Linked DNA regions of Zea mays: region 2 is linked to region 1. Evidence: chromatin contacts called from public Hi-C data. All regions are on one chromosome and are shown on one strand. The core of a region is the stretch at or near the end of the contact, and the rest is flanking DNA. Distances in the headings are between cores, read along the strand shown. Region 1 holds the start of LOC100284398 (IAA16 - auxin-responsive Aux/IAA family member). Region 2 has its middle 47 kb from the start of LOC100284398.

Region 1 (6,580 bases), core at 2,861-5,360:
GAGCAGAGGTGACAGGTGAACAGTACCAAAACCGGTTGAACCGGTTTCAGGACCGGTTGAACCGGTTTTGGGGGCTGAAACCAAACTTTGAGAATTTTGAAGAGAACAAAAGGGGAGTCTTGATGAGAAGTAAAATTTGTTTTTCTCAAGGGCTTTCATGATCTGGAAAAATGATCTCCAAGGAGTTTTCAAAAGATTTTGAACTTGGCTCGTTTCACAACTTACTTAACCGTCGCGGATCCCTCTTAATTGTACGGCGATTCCTATGACTCAAGAATTATAAATTTAGCACCGCCGTTGTTTCTTAGCACTCGGAGCACGCCATTTGATGTGGAATTTTAAATCCGCTGTGCTTTATACTTTTATGCTCGTAAGATCTGTGCTTCACCTGTCTGTAGAAGTACTGTGTACATACTAGGAGCAAACTTGTTAGAATCTTAGTTTGTTTTGTCATTAATCACCAAAACCCTCAATTAGGGTTGATTGCACTTACACGAACTTTTCTGCTATGGTGCTGCCAAAGGGTTAGAATTAGAATACTCTGACATTTTTGGGTGTGGCGTGGGGAGCTTTCCATTCAAATATCTAGGTATTCCGATGCACCACAGAAAATTGAGTAATACAGAATGGAGGGTAGTCGAAGAAAGGTTTCAGAAAAAACTAAGTGGATGGAAAGGTAAACTTCTCTCAGTCGGCGGTCGCCTGGTGCTTATTAACTCGATACTTAGTAGCTTAGCTATGTTCATGTTCTCTTTTTTCGAAGTTCCACGGGAAGTCCTAAAACGTTTGGACCAGTTTAGGTCTCGTTTCTTCTGGGAAGGTGGGGGACTCAAAAAGAAATATAGGCTAACTAAATGGAGTGTTTTGTGCACACCCAAGGATTTAGGGGGTCTTGGCATCCTAGATCTGAGGTTACAAAATAGATGTCTTCTAAGTAAATGGCTTTTTAGACTCATTAACGAACAAGGCATCTGGCAAAGTCTCCTTCGAAATAAGTACCTAAAAAATAAAACAATAACCCAAGTAGAACACAGGCCCGATGATTCTCACTTTTGGTCCGGACTTATGGCGGTAAAACAGGACTTTATGAGAATGGGTCATTTTGTGTTAGGGGATGGTACACAGATTCAGTTCTGGGAAGATAAATGGTTGGGGTCTGTCCCTTTGAAAGACCAATTTCTAGATCTGTACAACATTGTGAGAAAGAAAAAGGCAACAGTAGCTAATGTTCTTCAACATAATCAACTTAATGTGGCTTTTCGTCGGTCACTTAATGTAAATAATCTAGCTGCTTTGAATAAGGTAGTAGCTAGAGTATTTACTATTAGTCTAGCTGATCGAAGAGACACGTTTGTTTGGGATCTTCTCCAGCAAGGTCAGTTTACGGTCAGCTCTATGTATAGGGCTTTAGTCGCCCCGAACATTGTTTCGAGAAACCACCCCATCTGGGATTTAAAGCTACCTTTGTAGATTAAAATTTTTATGTGGTACTTAGTTAAAGGCATAGTTCTAACAAAGGATAATTTAGCAAAAAAACAGTGGAAAGGAAGTGTTAAATGTTGTGGATGTAACTTAGATGAATCCGTTCAACACCTTTTCTTTGACTGTCATATGGCTAGATGTGTTTGGAGAGGTGTACAAATTTCATTTAACATTACTCCACCTTCGTGCATCCAACATATGTTTGGCACTTGGCTAAAAGGTTTAAATTCTAGACTTAAGAGCCTGATTTGGGTTGGAGCATGTGCCCTCTGTTGGGCTATATGGTTAAGTCGTAATGATGTGGTTTTTGATAATGCACAAGTTTCCACTCCCTTGCAGGTCACTTAGAGGGACACATTGGACAAGGTTCTGGACACTGTTGCAGAAGGAGGAGGACAGACCTCAAGTAAAATGGGCGTCGTGTGCTTGAAACAACAATGATGGAGATCTTTTCAAATAATGGATGGTCTTTTTTTCATAGATTGAGAGCATAGTTTGAGAGCTTAAATTTATGAAACCTTTGTAGAATGTAAGATTTCGTTCCAATGTGGAACCCCATGTTTGTGAGTTTGACAGCCGAATGTATCAACCGATACCGAAGCTGGAATATTAATAATATTCTCTTTTCTAAAAAAAATTTGGGTAGGGCTTTAGCTGAGCCAGAGCGATGCAAGCAGTAGCACAATGCCATGGCCCATGGGCCCTGGCGAGCCCATGTAAGTATGAACTATACACTCCAGCGCCAAGACACCTTGGGGCTGTTTGGTTCAGCTTTTTTCTGACCAGCTTTTCTGAAAATCTAGCTGTGGAGAGAATCTGGCTGTGGGAAGAATCTGAGTATCATTACAATTATATGTGGAGGAAGATCAAATTGTTCATAGGGCTCAGGATCTAGAAAGTGACGGATTCCTACTATTACAACGACTCAACCGATTATGTGTTTATGTTGATTTTAAATGGTTTTTGCCCTAACGAATTTTATAGAAGTTGGCTGAAAAGCTGAGCGTTTGGCAGTCCGCAGCAGCTTTTGGTGGCCAGAAGCTGGCAAAAGCCGAAACAAACAGGCACCTTGTTAGACTTTCAGATAAGTTGAGACACGTGATTCTAACAACACCACTCATCTCCTCTAGATTCCTGCTTCCCTACTTGATCACATACATGATGGTAATGGTAACAAAAATCCACGAAAAACCGCTTCAATTTTACATTGGTGGCCCTCCGAAAAGGCCGCAAAATGTTCAGAGTTGAGACTCCAGGGTACGCCAGCGCAGCACTAAGCTGCAGCTCTCTTCCTGGTCGCTGCCCTTAGCTGCAAAAGCAAGAGAAAAAAAATTACAAAACATCTCCAGGCTACAATATCACAAGAGCAAAAAGATTTCAGCGCAGCGTCCACTGACCGACGAGGGGTTGAGATCGGAGCTCCGCAGCACGCGCAGACGCCTGGCGGTGGCGGCGAACATCCTGAAAAAAAGGAAAAAAAAACGCAAGAAAGCTTGGTCCGTCAGCAGACAGAGCAAGCGCGCGAAAACGAGAAGCGATCTGGTGAGGTGCTGCAGAGGGGGCGAACTCACTGCCACGGCACGTCCCCGACCAGCATCTGGTCTCCCTCGTCGTCCTCGTACACCAGCGTGTACTCGCCGCCACCGTTCAGGATCCCCGCGACCGCCTGCCGCTCGCCGCCTGGTCCCGACGTTTGAGCTGGCGGCAAAGGCAGACAGAGGTCGATCGTCAGACGTCAGTTCATACAAAACTCGCGTGGTTGCGTGGTGATGCGCGCGCGCGCACGCACGCACCGGAGAGGAGGCCGCGGAAGAGGTGGTCGACGGCGGCGGTTAGCGTGTCGTAGCCGGCGTGGCCGCCCAGGTCGAGCTTCCGGCCGATGGGCACGCCGTCCATGTTGACCTTGACGAACAGGCCCTTGTTGCCGCCCTCGACGGCCTTGCCGCCGGCGCCGACGCTCGCGGACTCGTTTCCTCTGTGGCTTGGTGGCGGATCGCGGGACGGCTTGGAGGACGCCGAGGCGAGGTTCCGCCGGAACGCGCGCACTGGCGGCCATCCCACGACCGGAGCAGCTGCCGCCGGCCTGAGGAGTTGAATTTGAGGTAGTTCATAGTTCAGATGATGAGGCGCCGTTACGACAGTAACTCTGTTCTGGGTTTCGTTTCAGAAAAAGAAAGGAGGAGCAACCAAAGGCACAGGCGGCGAGAAAGAATGAAAGGTTCATCGGTTACCTGGCCTTGAAGCCATTGCTTCCCTTTGCTCGCCCAGCAGCAGCAGCAGCAGCAGAGCCGCCGTCTGCTTTGTCCTCGAAACCTGAAACCACCAGGCGAACACAGAACACAACGATGGGTTAATTGAAGCCAAGCCATGGAACTAGCTCGTATGTGATGAGGCACATGAAGGACGCGGCGGCACCTGCTGCAGCTTGGGTTGGCGATCCGGAGAAGTAGCCCGGGAGGCTAAGGCTGAGCTCAAGGCCGCTCCCCTCCTCGTCGTCGCCGAAGCGGCCATTCCAAGCCATCTCCGATTCCGATTCTCACACTGCCGAATGTTCTCTGCCTCCCCCTCTCTCACACACAGCCTCGCCCTCTTGCTGTCTCCTACGCAGTGTACTCCTATCTATCTATATACCCTGTGCACGCAGTCGCAGCACTGCTACCACTCTGAAACGGGGCGCAGTGCGGTGAGCCACTCAGAGAGACACAGGCTGGCCGGCGGCCGCTGTCATAATTGAAGTTATAAGACTATCTCGAACACCCGTTTCACTTTCTATCTCAACTTCTATTTCAAACCCTAATTTATAAACAGTGCAAGACATTCTTATACACGTCTTCATCTACAGTTAAAGCTTCTCAAATTTAATTAGAATTTTAAAAACTTTTTATAATATTTATATTTTTTTGAAAATTATTATAGAAGCAAATGCAAAACTCTATCTTTCGGTACTAATTATTTTTTTTTAAACGAAGAACCTCCATTTCTATTATTTGCATAACAGAAATACAACCGTACGTTTCGGTCGCAAAAGCAATCAAGCACCGACATACAAGGAAAGTAAACATAATCGACCTGATTCAGGTCATCGACAGCTACCAAACATTATCTACCAACATGACATCAAGTAGTAGGACATCACCCAAAGAAAGTAGTCAAATTATTGCAACAAAATGCGACACAGCGCACAGCCAGAAATCAACATAACAAAGACCGTCCAGCCAATGGAGGCTCCTGTCACCAAACGACCAATCAGCAGTCATCGACCGACGATCACTCCATTTCCAGTGTCTGGTCACCAGCTTCATTGCTCCCTTGCAGCTCTCTTCCTGCATTCCTAGCATTCGCAGCCTTCAGAAGAAGTTTTGCCCCCATCATGTAGTACATTCTGCAACTCCTTTTTTGCTCAGGCCCCATTTCAAGGAGACACAGTCTCCTGATTCTTGAAACTCAAAAGCCTGGAATTTCTCCATAATTTTATCCCAATTACTTCTGTTTTCGTCATTCAACCATCTTCTAAAGTCAACTGGCCATCCCTCTCCCTAACAGTCTGAACGAGAAGATATTTACCATTACACACATCATACAGGTCTGGTTCAGACATAGCCAGGGGAATTTCGTCGATCCAAGGGTCCTCCCAAAATTTGGTTTTATTACCCGATCGAATAATAACCTGTCTCCCAATGGTATAGTACGTTCTGATGTTCAACAGGTCACGCCAAACATGAGAATCAAAATACTTGGGGCCAACATTCAAAATACTGTCTCCATGAATATACTTTATGTTCATAATCTCTTGCCAGGTTCCTTTTTCATATTCAAGTTTCCACCACCATTTGCACATTAGACAAATATTCATTACTGTCAAATCTTTAATTGTAAGCCCACCTTTTTTCGTGTTAGCACAAACTCTATCCCACTTAATAAGGTGGTATTTTTTCCTGTCTCCCTCATCTTGCCAAAGAATTTTTTTCTCTTAATGTCCAATTTTTTGACAGTGGTGTTCAGTGGCGGAGGAGCTATTTTGGCTTAGTGTGGCATCGGTTATACCTTACTTTTAAAAGCTCTCATATCTTTTACTATAACAACAAAACAAGACGTGGTGTGGTGGATGTGTTGTCTTTATTCTAGCAGCAGGTCTTGAGTTTGATTCATAATTCTTACAGATTTTATTTTTTGAGCTATACCGTATTTTTTTTCTTTGTCTTTGGTGCTAGGAAGAAGATACATCCACTAAAATTAAGGATTTTAGAGAAATTACGTGGGATGCGCTAGTTGGCCGGACGGGTGACATGAAGCGGCTGCTGCAACTGCAACGAGAAAGCGGAGAGAGAGCACAGAGCACGCAGCAGAGCTCCACTCGAGCACCTGCAGCAGCCGCAGCCGGTCGGCGGTCGCTACGCCCGAGGAGCAGGCGGGGCAGGAGCGCAGAGACCGGTGGAAAGGTCAAGGGAGGGGAAAGCTGCGCGGCTGCGCCGATCTCGCGCGAGATGGGATGGGACAAGGTTTGGAGAGAGAGAGAGGAGCGACAGCGATAAAAAGGCGAGAGATTCGCGGGCGCAGCATTTGCTTGTGCTGTTTGCTGCTGTACAGTCAAGTCTCAATCCACACACTCTCTCTCTCCTGTTTTTTTCCCCGTTCACTGCAGCAAAGTACAGGATTGGGATCCTCTGAATTTGTGGATGGGAATGCAGTGCCGGAACGGGGAGGGACAGTCAGACAGAGGCCGGTAACCGGAAAGCTCCAGCCCCCATCATGCTCGAGCAGTCAAATCTCCCCAAGTGCACCAGTACCTTGCCGTTTTGCACTTACAACCAAAGTATAGCTGTTTCCTCCGTCCAAAGCTATAACAATCCCTTCACTATCATAAAAAAAATATTTCTTCTAATACTATCAGTTTTAATTTTTAGTACCTTAAATGCTATGCCGTCCATTACCAGTTAAAAAGCTATTGGTTGGTGCTAAAGAAGACTAAAATACTCTAGTATCTTGTATATGAACCCCCTCCGTACCCTTTCATAAACTTATTTTTGAGAACTTTAGAATATAAATATAACTGTGTAACAGTTTTTATAAAATGTTGTTGTCATATTACTGTTACGTT
Region 2 (6,580 bases), core at 2,297-4,796, 47 kb after region 1:
GCTGGAGGGGGGCCTCGGGCGAGACGAAGATCCTCCGGAGTTGGCTGCCCTTGTCCGAGGCTAGGCTCGGGCGAGGCGTGATCGAGTCCCTCGAATGGACCGATCCCTGACTTAATCGCACCCATCAGGCCTTTGCAGCTTTATGCTGATGGGGGTTACCAGCTGAGAATTAGGAGCCTTGAGGGTACCCCTAATTATGGTCCCCGACAAGTGGTAACCTGCTCTATGTGATCGGAGATCCCGTGAAGTAGAGTGGAGAAACAAGCTAGGAGTAGATTGTGAGGAAAGATCCCTTCTTTAACTCATTTCTGATGCACATCTTTCCTATCTGTAAGGCAGGATGGTATTTACCTTAATGTATTCCAAGAGTCTTATAAAGGTAAGATGTTGTCCTACAGAACATCTTCTGAGGAATACACCTATATGAGTCAGACTGCTGGTCACAGTATATGGGACTTGGGTAATCCCTAAATACTCATGAAAGGCACTGAAGTGTGACTTATATGCTTCTAAACAGCGGGGATGCCCTTTTGCAGCCTAGTATCAGCAAAGGATTTGAGTGAATCTCACTTCGCACAAAACTGTCAATTCAAGGCTTAGTCCATTGTTCAGTTGTGAATGAGTGAAACTCTTATTCTACATGGATGTTCAACTTAACAGTCTACATCGAAACACTGGTATATCAAAGGATTGTGATTCTGATACTACATCATTATAAATCCTAGAGTTTGGTGGGGATTGTTGGATCTTTTATGGGCTTGGCCCATTTATTGAATAAACTCTATGGTGTGTAATGGTGGAGAATACCAATAGTACCATATTGGAAGTCCAAGGGTCTTTTGGCTTGACTTATATGGTGGGAATTATTCCACTTAATTTGAGAAGTCAAGAAACGGTCAAGGGTGTGCCACACGCGCGCGCGCCGCCGCCACCGCCGGCCGGGCCGGGCTTAGGCCGGGCATGGCGTGGCGTGGCAGGCAGGCAGGCAGGCGGCGAGCGGGCGTGGTGTGGTTGTTTAACCGCGGGAGTTTCAACTCCGGGTTAAACCTTTCAGCTGCCTGTCTCTTTGTCAGCTGCATCCCTTGTCCTTCAGCTGCCCGTCTCTTGGCGTGCCGCATATGACCCTTCTCCTTCAGCTTCCCTCTGCGAGAGGATAAGTAGGCGAGAACCCCTGTCACTTGGTACGCGTGAGCAGAACCTTCAGAGTCACAGTCCAGCCGTAAGTGAGGGTATTCCCATCTCGTGACTCTGCGCGCACAGAGCAGCGAGAGGGCAGGTGCCTCCGAAGCCCTTGCCGTTCGAGACCTTGCACGGGGGATCGGCGATTAGGTTTTTGGGGAGCGTCTACGCGACTGCCCAAAACATCTTCTTCCTGACGACATAACAAGAGAAGCTGGACAAGGATCTGGATCATCAGAGCGCATGGGAGGGTATGATCAATTTATATCCTTAATATTTTGCGTTCTGCATATTATATATGTTTCATATATTCATTTGTGATGTTTCATATGTAGCAATGATTTTATCTCATCTGTTCTGTCATATTATAGTATGTTATATCTGTTTGTTTTAATCTTATAGTCATGATGTTTATATTACTATCAGTTTATTTTAAGTTGTTCCGTAATAATAGTTGAACCATGTTTATATACTTATTATATTTATATGATTCATATACTTTATGTTCTCATGATCCATATTATTATGGATATATTTGAGATCACGATTTCAATGGTTAATTATTTGATATATGTCATCATCATAATGTTAATTTATGGAATTAAAATGATATGGAAAATGCCTATAATTCTAACACTAAGTAACTAAACACGACCATTGTTATATCGCTAGACATATGAAAGAGGACAAGCAACTAATATATATGGTTGTATAATTATATTACTAGACATGTGAAAGAGGTGATCTCTCTTGCTCTATTATTATTACTCGGACACACTTGACAATCTCATTTTTTTCAAAGAGTTAAATAACTTTAGATTCTCTATAGAGTTAATACATTGTCGCCCTCTCATTATCTTTGAATACTCTTCGGTCTATTGTCCTTTGATCATTCAATCCACCGCTCTACATCATCACACCACAATGATACACCAAGAGGCTACACGATAGCCTACGCTACTCCAGCAAAGCCGCAGTGAAACATGTAATGCACCTATGACAAGAAACACAGAAACATAAAGATTACATCATCCTCTACACATTGGAAAGAAAAATGGGAAAATAAAAACGTAAGTACAAGAGAACCTTGAATTCCTTCATCCCAAACCATGGCATAATCTAGTTCGTGGGCAGAGTCATCCCACTTTACAACTCATCCCAATGTATGGGTTGATTTATGTGTGATTCGAGTGTCTCTTCTTTTAGGTCAAACTCTAATTCAAGTATATTCGTGCATGAATTGATGATAAAAACGAGGGGGTATTGCTAGAACTGTTGTACGATTGTTCTCATCCTTGTCTAAGCATAAAGGCATGACAACATGAAGAAATGAATTTCAGTGCCTACAAATTTAGAGTGGCACACAAGGTAAAATGGTCAAAATATTTGATCCGAGTATGACTAGTTTTTATCTTCCATGACAAACTTTTTATCTAGGCAATGTCTGTAGAAGAGATAAAGGGAAATTTTTTAGGAAGATGCCAGATGAATTATACACGGGCTTGAGGAGAAAAAGCGGAAAACTGAAGGGCGACATGCAATTTTCAAGCCGCTAGCGCATTTGGTAGAGAGTATGTGCAAACTATTAGGGGTGAACAGATGTGGGTTCGGTGCATTCTATGAGCGAGATGTTAGCCAACGGTTAATTAGGAAGACGATTGAACCTAAACATAGGGTAACAATGACAATGTATTAAAAGTATGAATAATGAAACTCTTCGGTCTGACAGTCGGCCAAAAACAGTTTGTAATATTTGCATCCCTGTACTGGGGCAATAATAGCGTGTTTGGTTTGAGTGATGAGGCAACCCATCATTTTCTCACACCTCGCTTTCTTTCGGTTTATGGAATGGAATGAGTTGGTTCATCACCATTTCATTCCTCATAGGATAATTATTAGGAATAATATGAGATACGATTTTATTCCACCAAATTGTTGAATGGACTCATGATGTACTATCTCATCTAAAATGGATTGACTCTTCAAACCAAACACCTTATAAGTAGACAACAAGATTTTAATGGAAATCGATGTTTCTTATGTCATCCCTCGTCTTGCCACATGGTTAAATTTGATTGTTTGCCTCCTTAGAAAATAAGGTATCTATTTTAATGGATTTTTTTGAAAAGGAGAGAGTACTTTGGCCTACAAGTAAACACACTCAAAGCCAAATCAAGTTACTCGTTAACACTTTGAGACAATAATGCCAAGAAAATGAACAAGACGTGCTTTGGTGTTTGTCTTATATATTGCTAGCACCGGTCAGGCTCAACTCTCAAGACAGAGCACAATGCAGCTGTAGACCACTGGCTGTAGTGGCCCACGCAGGTGTGCTCTATGAGCTAATGGAGGAGCAACACGCGGTGCAAATCCCGTCGTTGGCGCACATCCTGAAACAGCGAAGGGGACGTGCGCCCAGCCCCAGTCGCCCACCGGCACCGCGCCATGACATGCGTGCATGAGCATGCGACCCGGGGGCAAAGGTGGTGACATCCTTCTCACCTTCGGTACTTCACATCAAGCCAAATCAAGCGTGGAGGAGATAAGGTACTGCTGGTAGTTTAGACGTTGATTGTCCTCTGTCCCTGGCCCCATCAGCCATCTATCAATGCGACAGAAAGGCCACATTTTTTGTTTTGGCATTAAAGAAACATATTTAATTTCCGCAAATAATTCCATCTTTAGAACAATGATGACGTTAATGTATCGTTGGCAGTAGCGTGGCCAATGACGTAGTGTGGCCTCGGCTCAGAGGTAGGATCTGTGTCGTGAACAATCACGTCGAAAACGATCTATGACGTGAACGATCATGACGTTAATGTATCATTGGCAGTAGTGTGGCCAATGACGTTAATGATCATGACGTGAACGATCACGTCGAGGTCTCTCACTTGGCTAAGGCCAGGGTTAGAAATCCTGTTCAAATTCCGGCGAACTCCACCAAATTTTCTCATTCTCGCTACTAGGTGGTTTCGAAAACCATCGAAATATTTCAAAGATTCCGTATGAAATGTTTGAAATTCAAAAACAAATGGGAAAATTTTAAAAAACTAGAGATTCTCAGAAGCCCAGGGATATATTTTTATTCAAAAATTCATGTTTCGGTATCACAAATAAATTTGATTTGTTCTATAATCCGTTAACCCGATCCCATACACTCTCCAACCGAACGGATGACGACATCTTTCCCTTTTCACTCTCTCTGCTCCTCTCCCTAATAGGTGACATTGACGACCGATCCCATCGCATAGCCACCGAGATCCGCTTAGTTTTCATCGTTTCCCAGCAATATCTTGGTGAGTTCAGTTGGATTTGCTGAGCGTCGAGGTTTGTCGGGAACCGACAAGCATAGCAGCAACCTCGGTGAGATCAGCTCATTTACCACCGGGACCTGCCCTTTGCTGATCGGTAATCGCCTATTTTGTGCCGAGTACTTCACTTTGTTGCCCTAATTGAGCACGCCGCCGGCTTGACTCGGGGTCTGCATGGCCCTGATGAAGTTTGGTAGCAAGTTGCGCGGGGCGTGTAGTCAACCGCGTCGGTATTCATGATCATGCTCGACCTACTCCCATTCCTAGGCGCCATGACGGTTCCTTTATCGGTTGTTCCTCTGTCGGTGAAGCTCCTGCTCTTCCGAGTCTCGCCAACCTCGGATTCTTCATCATGTGAGACTGACTGGATCAGCAACTGCTCGTCGGTGATATGATGACGCCGGATGTTGCGATGCCGATTCCTACGGTGGTGCATGTTGCACCGTTGTAGGTCTTCTCCCTCTTCAGTGGGCTCGTCGTTAGAGACGTCACCATCGTCTGCCCTGCCATTAATGACGAGGATCTCAGAGAACTAGAAGGACAAGCCTGACGTTGCAGGTTTAGTGGTCGTAGATGACAAACCCTTCTAAGTCGGTGTGACGGTCATCTAGCCCCATGTCTTCCCAATTGCATCGCTGATGAGGTGCAAGTCACCATTCTGGTTGGTAATTAGCGAGATAGATCCAAAGTGGAATACGTCACCGAAAACAAACTTGACGTTGTTGGCGAAGGTGATGGCCATGGAGCTAGTCGATGTCACCTCCCCTACCTGGCACGTCAACTATTGGTCTTTGGTACCGGCAGTGCACCACGGGATGTATCACAGGGTGCTTTTTATGGTTGGCGAAATCGATTGTAGCTTGATGGTTCGCGTGGAACACGACATGACACAAGAATTATATAGGTTCAGGCAAGCAGAAGGCATAAATCCAACATCATGTGTGTTGCAGCGATTGTATTGCTCTGAACCCGAGGTTATAATGGTGCCCTGGTAGCTTGAGGTTTTGGTATGGAATAGCTATGAGATGGGAGCTACTGATAAATCGCAGGGGTTTCAATCCTGCCTTATATAGGCTGACAGATTCAGGGTTACAAGTCGGTTTTCTTCCTAACTACTAGTCCATGATCTCAGGGTTTGTTTTTGATCCACGCGTGAGTCTTCACACCTTTGAAACAAACGCTGCTTTGCCTTGTCCACGCCTTCTCACCGTCTTAGGGTCTGAGTTGGTCGATCAAACTATGAAATTAGCCGCCTGACCTGCTTAGGCCCTTCAACGGCCCATGTACTGAATCCACGCTATGAGGACCCAGGGGATATCTATCCCCCACAGGAAGGATGAGCTAATTACCTTGATTGATCCATTCTTATGGACACGGTCTTATATGTGTGGTCCTATCTGACTAGGTAGAGCATGCCTAGGGTTGTCCCCATGGACTTATGTAGGCCTCCTCGCACAAGCTAGGCATGCGTTCATAAGTTCGAGGCTCTTTGGGAAAGGTTGACATAAGTACCCCCATGTTCACTTATGGCTAAGTGGATGAGTCATATGGTCCTTTTCCATGTGGGTAAAGAAGTACATCCTTGCAAGGTTACAAATTAATTCAAATTCTCGTGCTCACGGTTATCAACAATGCTCAACACCTTTGGAAGCGTTGCATAGTTTTCGGTTTATGTTGATATTTGCATCACTTGTTCACACCTTATATACCTATGAATATCTTCTATCAACTAAAAATATATGTTGGGTTCGAGCTATACAAATATAAGACGTTATAGTAAATAGAAAGTGTCTCACCTCTCATGATCAAAAACTAAGGTTATGATGAGATAGGCTTTTATGCAAACTTTTACTTAACCTTAAGGTTTGTTTCTTTGCTACTACCATATGCATGATCCTTGACTTATTTGTACCGTATAAGTCTTGTGAGTACACTTTTGTACTCATGGTGTTATGTTGATTAAGCTACAAGTGAGCAAAAGACCGAATATGGATACTTCCACCGTGTCGTTCCCTGACAGGCGAGAAGTGAGTCTATGCGGTCATGACCTATATTGTGGATGTTTTCATGGAGATGTTGTGTAGCTCCAT

The links. Hi-C and Micro-C count contacts between places; a contact is called where the count stands out from the background.
Region 2: a Hi-C map of leaf shows a contact between it and region 1, with 2.2 times the contacts expected there. The contact joins the enhancer-like site here to the promoter of LOC100284398 in region 1. A contact is called at or near these places in 9 of 25 Hi-C or Micro-C datasets (bundle sheath, ear, leaf and 2 more).

What each region holds. Positions count from the first base shown.
Region 1 is chr6:140,905,235-140,911,814 of Zm-B73-REFERENCE-NAM-5.0, forward strand. It overlaps LOC100284398 (IAA16 - auxin-responsive Aux/IAA family member), which reads right to left and starts at 4,111. Exons shown (of 6, transcript NM_001365325.1): 1 at 3,898-4,111; 2 at 3,714-3,795; 3 at 3,276-3,565; 4 at 3,054-3,180; 5 at 2,880-2,943; 6 at 2,594-2,791. The coding sequence starts at 4,003. The coding sequence ends at 2,756.
Region 2 is chr6:140,953,070-140,959,649 of Zm-B73-REFERENCE-NAM-5.0, forward strand. No RefSeq gene overlaps it. Among protein-coding and RNA genes, the nearest start is that of LOC100284398, 47 kb to the left of the region's middle. Within about 2 kb of position 3,547, at least 13 of the 20 cell types and tissues checked have an H3K27ac peak or open chromatin away from gene starts, as enhancers often do. A contact at or near this core is called in bundle sheath, ear and leaf, where this site is marked.